2 separate regions of the Rattus norvegicus genome follow, and region 1 is linked to region 2. Evidence: chromatin contacts called from public Hi-C data. All regions are on one chromosome and are shown on one strand. Each heading gives the region's core, a stretch centred on a gene start, on an enhancer-like site or on the middle of the called end of the contact. The rest is flanking DNA. Distances are from core to core; before and after follow the strand shown. Region 1 holds the start of Prlh (prolactin releasing hormone). Region 2 overlaps LOC134480410 (a long non-coding RNA gene).

The links. A called contact is a pair of places that touch in the nucleus more often than the background predicts.
Region 1: a Hi-C map of the A7r5 cell line shows a contact between it and region 2, with 5 times the contacts expected there. The contact joins the promoter of Prlh here to the enhancer-like site in region 2. A contact is called at or near these places in 6 of 12 Hi-C or Micro-C datasets (the A7r5 cell line, Schwann cells, frontal cortex and 2 more).

The regions. Positions count from the first base shown.
Region 1 is chr9:98,992,680-98,995,946 of GRCr8, forward strand. It overlaps Prlh (prolactin releasing hormone), which reads left to right and starts at 1,484. Exons shown (of 3, transcript NM_022222.2): 1 at 1,484-1,530; 2 at 2,748-2,900. The coding sequence starts at 2,804.
Region 2 is chr9:98,701,115-98,704,690 of GRCr8, forward strand. LOC134480410 (a long non-coding RNA gene) reads right to left here. Exons shown (of 2, transcript XR_010054867.1): 2 at 462-3,576. Among named protein-coding and RNA genes, the nearest start is that of Cops8, 48 kb to the left of the region's middle. Within about 2 kb of position 2,202, at least 35 of the 93 cell types and tissues checked have an H3K27ac peak or open chromatin away from gene starts, as enhancers often do. A contact at or near this core is called in the A7r5 cell line and Schwann cells, where this site is marked.

The DNA of each region.
Region 1 (3,267 bases), core at 234-2,733, 290 kb after region 2:
ACTGACCAGGTGACCAAAGGGTGAAGTGGCAGCCTGAAGCTTTTCTACAGGAAATGGTGATCCGGGGGAGATGCTTGCTTTGTCTCTTCTCATGCACAGCTCCTTCAAGAATGTTCTACTGCATTTAGATGACATTTTGTATAATCTGTAACTATTGACGTGGGGATGACAGGGCCAGTTAAATGGCAAAATATTGCACAGTCATTTTCGACAGCACAGACCTACAGATATTTTAACCCTTCCAGGATATGGTGACAAAAGAATGAGGCTCAGCACCTGTAAAGCAGAATGAGTCTACAGAAGGCACAGGGAACTCCCAGACGTAAACACCCGACACGCGAACACTGGCCTTTTCACATTATCCAGGCTCTTCTGTTTTTTTTCTCATCACATGTAAATTGCCTTTACAACACAATAGACTTCCTTTTTAAAGGTGTGTGTATAAAAGAGTGTGTGTGTGTGTGTGTGTGTGTGTGTGTGTGTGTGCATGCGTGCAGCCATGTATTATGGGGTGATGTATGTATACATCTATGAGGGGACCCTGTGCACTTGTGCATGAAGACCAGAGATTAATGTGGAGTCTTCCTCACTCATTTTTCCACTTTCTGTTTTTGAATCACTGATCCTGGAGGTTGTCAATTTGGCTAAGCTGACTGGCCAGTGATCGTCACAGATCTTCCACACCTCTGCTCTCGCAACCTCAGCGCTGGGGTTAAGGACCAGCGCTGCCACGTCCAACCTTTAAACCTTCTTTACAATAAAAGTAACACTCTCTGTTTTCAATTTTTTTAATTTGTTTCTGCGTTATGGAGGCAGCCTGGTCTTGAATTCACAGCCATCCTCCTGCTTCACTTTCCACAGTGCTGGGGTTACAGTAATGTACCACAACGTCAGGCTTCTGTTTGTTTTGTATCAACAATCTGGCCTGTTCTAAGTCACAGAGTCAGGATGAATAAAAGGAATGTGTCTAGAGGCCACACAGGTGGAGAAGCAACCTGAGGGGACAACCAGAGTAGGAAGCACCCACCTGGGTTTGAGGGACTTCCTGGCCACCATTCCCGGAAGTCATGGCTCAAGTGAGGCAGAGAAGGGGGGGCACGTATTCAGAAGAGGCCATATTCCAGTTTGATGGCCACGTTCACATTAGAGGACCGGTGGACACGTCACTGTGGCGTCTGCCCAAAGGCGAGCGTGAAGAGGGGGAGGTTAATGTGTTTTAAAGCACTTGGCCCAAATGAAATTATATAATTCAGGAAGGAACAAATCACATCACTGACGAGAGGGGTTTTTGTTGGGTGTTTTTTTTTTTTTTAAGGTAAAAAGAAAGGAAAAGAAGAAGAAAAAAAAAGACGGAGTGTCTTCATGAGAGAAGAGGCGCAGTGGGAACTGCAGGCTATAAGCAAAGACGCCATCTCAAGGAGGGGACCGGGGGCGTCTTTTGCTCCTTGTTGGCCTATAAAAGGTGCACAGCCAGGCAGGCCTCACCTCACGCCCAGGCAGCCTTATCACCACTCAAGGGACAGAGGGTGAGTAACTTGGCAGTGCTGGAGAGGGGTGGGTGTTGCTGTGACTTCTGCCCGGCTTACTGGGTAGCCAGGTGCCGGCCCCAAACAGGACAAGCAGAGAGAGCTGCCTGTGGTCTGTGGTCTAGGACCACACGCTTCTGCGGTCTCTGACACTCAAGGGCTGTCCTCAATGGAGGACAAGTAAGATGCCCTTCAGTGGGACACCTCAAGCAGAGCCCGGAAGGCACCCTGGGCAGACAGGTCTGCAGCACTCCAGAAAGTGGGTACCCAAGGCTCAGGAACCAGGGTTGGCTGGGATTCTAGGTACCCATCACCTAGCCTGAGTGGGTGCAGTCTTTACAGTGATTCATGGTGGCATGTTCATTTCCTCTGGTTGGGGTTCCCCTGCACTGTGTGGTACATCCCAGCAGGACTGTAGCGGGTAGGCATTTTAGAGAGCTCTGACAGACGGCTCTGTGTGGACAAGGAGGAGCTGGAGATCAAAATCAGCTCAGAGTGGGGGCTTGGGGAGCTCTTCCTTGAGCACCTTCTAATAGGACCTGAAATGTCACGGGTAGAGGAGGAGAAAAGGGTCCCCTGCAGGAAGTATCACAGATGGACGCTATGTGTTATGTCACTCTCCCTCAGCAGGGCACCAGTTCCCACACACAACAGCAGCAGCCCTCTCTTGTTATTCAAGGGGGCTCTGGGAGGAGAGGCAGGTGCCGCAGGCTCACTCTGGAGTGTTAGCAAACTAGGGCTGAAGTCCCCGGTTACTGTAGGAGCCGTGAGTGAGCTCACTAGGGATGGGGGTGCTAAGTGTCCTCCATTGACTGCCTGGCTCTCAGTGTCAGAAGGGCCCAGACCAAGTGTGGGGAAGGACTGGGCACTGAGGTCCCCAATCTCTACTCCCCGATCTCTAGCTACCTCTGAGGCTGAGCAAATTGTTCTCCACCTCTGCTAACCACAGGGTATCCCATAAATCTGCTTCCCACTAAGGCCTGGGTGCCTTCCTCCCAGCTCCTGGCATAGATGGACAGACAGGCCCAAGGATGTCCCAAGACAGCCACCTATGCACAGCTCACTCACTCTCCCCTGACAATTGTAGCTATGTGCACTAATATGCATTTGCACACCTCATAAGCGCAGACACACACCATGCACACCTATATATCTGTGCAAACCACCTAGGGTCCCTCCTGGCTTTGTGTATACAGCTCACCCTTGCACCTCTACCCCCAGGCTGCACCATCCCCTGTGGGATCCGAACTCCCGGGCATCATCCAGGAAGACGGAGCATGGCCCTGAAGACGTGGCTTCTGTGCTTGCTGCTGCTAAGCTTGGTCCTCCCAGGGGCTTCCAGCCGAGCCCACCAGCACTCCATGGAGACAAGAAGTGAGTGCCTGACTTATGGAAAACAGCCTCTGACATCCTTCCATCCATTCACTTCCCAGATGCCGTGAGTGTCCAAGGCATGGGGCTTGGCCATCTCCTAAGCCAGTTGTTCCCAACCCTTCTAAGGCTGCAACCTTTTAATGCAGATCCTCATGTGGTGATCCCGGCCACAAAATCATTTTGTTGTTATTTTCACAGCTGTAACTTTGCTACTGTGACGAATCGGAATGTTAATACCTGAAGTGCAGGACGTCTGCACTCCAAAAGGGTCACAACCCATAGGCAGAGAACTACTGGGACCTATAAAAAAGCTACCTGGCCATGTAGTCAGGGAGGTTGGTCCTGACAAAGGGGTCTCTCCCCAGAA
Region 2 (3,576 bases), core at 952-3,451:
GTGCAGTTGGTAAGTTCTGAGTTCTTAATTCTACACACAGGGTGTGGTGTCTACAACACAAGCTTCAAACTTCTAAGCACGTGTAGACCCTGTCCTGGGGAGTTATAAATCAGTCAGCTACAAAAGAACCAGCTTGCTGGTTATGGCCCAAAAGCCACAGACAGGGACAGCTTCTCCTCTCTTCTGTAAGTGCCCAACTTGCAGAAGATTCCAAGGCTAAGGTTCAGCTCCACTGCCCTCCTTCATGGGTGGGCATCTTCTATAGCAAAGCCAGGAGCCCTGACCAGATCCTCAGGGACTTTTAGAACTCAGAACCTCAGAGACATCTTGGGGTCCAAGATGACACCCCCTCCCATGACATCACAGCTCCTGGGACCTCACAATACCCTCAGGCTCCCTCTCTTGAACAGCACTTTCTTCTCCACACATCCAACCTTGGTGTTTCTACACTCCCCCTTTCCTTCTAATTCATTCTTTATTCAGAGAGATGTGACGTGACCCTGGGGACAAGGGTCTCCGACTCGGGAACCTGACACTCCAATCCTGATATCTCCCCCAACAGTATCCAAGGCTGTGACGTTGAGCACCAGGTCTGACCCTGAGGTGTCTTCAGTTCCCCTCTGTAACACTCCTGGAAGACCTTCTGAAGCCTGAATCCTACGGTTTAGTCAGGTCGAGAGGTCCAGAGGCGAGGGGGCTTGGCCTGGGGGTCCAGTGAGTTAACTCTCCATTGTTTTTCATTCTAGACACTCAGTAGATGAGCACCCCAGGGCAAACATATTATTTAGAAGTGGAAGGTTTGAGTGGAGAAATAACTGGCTGTCATTCATGTCTTCCACTACAGTGCGACCTCTTTAAACTACGCTCCTGTGCCATAGTGACAACACAATCTTCAAAGTCTGGTGGGAGGGAAGTAGGTTTGGAAGGTTCTGGTTGCCAAGTCCAGATATCACCATGGGGAGACGTGGGTTTCAGGTAGGAAAAAAATGGTGTGAAAATGTGATTTTTAGATACTGACAAATGAGAATTATTATTGTGTGTGTGCGCTTATGACGTGGGGGATGCGCTTGCCACAGCACGTATGTGGAATCCAGAAGACAGTTTGTGGAGTTGGTTATTCCTTCCACTTTTGTCCACACATATTTGCTGTTGTTGTTGTTGTTGTAGTTCAAGGGGATCAAACTCAGGACCTTAGGCTTGAGTGGCAAGTGCTTTCCCCGCGGCACCGGCGCCATCTCACCAGCCTTAAGAAATAAATAAAAATGACCTAGAACCAACCCGAGGGACACAAGGGTGAGACCCCGCTAGTTTTCAGGTCATTTACTTGCACATTGTGGCGCCGGTGAGTTTCAGTGTCTAGACATCTGTTGAGCTTTGACCTCTGAACCTTGATCTTGGCATTAATTTTCCCAAGTCAAGTTGCAACAGATGCTATAGCCGGGGAAATGGGGTTCTAAAGCCACACTGGTTCTATCTCTTGTTCTGGAGGCTGAAAGTCCACACTCAGCCTCCTGGAACGGAAGCCATTCAGCAGGTTAATTCTTTTGGAGGCTCTACAGAGGAGGGTCTGTTTCCTCACTGTGTTTGCCACTCCCAAAGTGCATCACCATGTCCTTCTCATCAGGACTCTGACCAGTCCAGGCTAATCTGTCCCACTCCAGACCCTTCAGTGGAGGAGACATTATTTGGTCTTCTAAACAGTGGGTCTCCGGAGCTGATGGGTCACGAGAACAATATAGCTGGAGAGGGAATAACCAGGGGCACTAGGCATATGCTACGTGATGACACTGATCTCTGTGGCCATCATTCCCTACACACAAGAACAAAGTCATGTTCATGGGAGTTAGCTTCAAAGGCTGGGCAAGATTTGAACCCATGAGTACCGTGTATCTTGTGCATTGCTTACTTGGAGGGAGGCAAGTGACACTTTGTAGATCAATCACCATCTCTGCTTGCCAGTCAATCAACTAGGCCCAGAGATGCTCTTTCTCCCAGGCAAAATGATCTTTAGGGGTATATGTTGTCCACCTTACCTGTCAACAGTTGCTGGAGCCCCTGGAGTAGAAAGGGTCTTGTTTAAGATAGTTGCTATTCCCCAGACTTCCACCAGATGGCAGCCTTGAAACGTGGGGAGGTGGCCCATCTGGCAGCTGTTTCAAGTATCTTTAAGTGGGGGAGGTGACTTCAAATCTCAGAGGCCTGTGCCTCCTTCCTTGCGAAGGGTCACCTCGTGAAAAGACTGTCTGGTTCTGGTTCCTTGTCTGGCCAGGAAGCAGCCGCTTTCTGAAGCGCGAGGCACTTTGCCAGGGGCGTTTCTGCCGTCTCAGCAGTGGATTCCCTACCACACTACTGAAACGCCCCAGGCCCACACCAAAGCCAGACAAACTCCAACCCTTGCACACCCAGCACACTATAGCTATCCTTATTCCTCCCCTCCAGTCACGCTTCCAGAAAGGAAGGGAATGCTGGCCTCTGACGACTTCCGGCCCCTCCCCCATGCCTCCAAGCCTCCTGAACACACAATCCTTAAGGTATTCTGTTTCCTAACTGATACTCTCTGCAGTGTGGCACAAGCCACCTTCCTGGGAAGGGTAGGGCCTTCTGAAGCATCACAGAGCCTCGGTTGTCATCCCTGTTCTTGTGTGCTCCCCTACCCAACTTCCTCTCATTCTTCCAACTGCAGCCAGGCTGTCCTCTCCCCATTCCCCCCTCCCCCATACTGGTTACCCATTCTCCATATCCTCTGCTAACACGCAGGTGACACAGGCAAAGGACCTCTCAGGCCCACTTCTGCACCAGATCCACCACCATCCATCCCACAGGTCTCTGCGGTCCTCTAGAGACAAGACCCCCCCTTCAGACCAGCATCTCCACATGACTACAAACAGGGTCCAAACCTCCCAAAGCTTGTGAAGGTGCTGGGAGAGGGGTGAAGCCCACAGCAGGGATGGGCAACTGTCTGCATGAACAGGAGAATGAGAGGATTCTTACAACCATGTAAGCTTCACATGGTGGCCTTAGAGGGGTGACTCATTCAATACAAATGGACCTGGGTGGCTGTTAAAAGGGACACTTAAGCCACCCCCTACCAGAGAGGGCAGGGGACGCTCTAGGTCCCTACAGTAGTGACTTTCGAGCTGGTACTTTCTCTGCCGTTCTCCCACCCCCAAGTCTGTCTGAGTGTTCTCCGGGAGCCTCAAAGCTGGTGTGTCTCCTTCAGGCTTCCAGCAGTCTCTAGATGAACCGTTACTGTCCCCAGAAAACTGGGCCAGGCAGCCAATGTGGGAGTAGGAATAGAGCCAGGGAGTCTGGCCCTGCAGCTAGCAAGGAGAGCACGCTTTACCAGGCTCCACATTGTACTGGGTACTCTTAGATCTAAAACGCAGGTGGGGCTTATCTTCCGGGAAAATTCTTCATAAATCAGCATGCGTGTGCGCACACACACACAGGGAGTCGGACTGTCAGTGGCCAGCTGCACACGGCTAGAGTGGTGTTCCCAAGACAGCATATGCTGGGAACTTCTGAGGACTCTCCCAGGACACCCTTTCCTTCCGGACATCCCTCCTTTTTTGCATT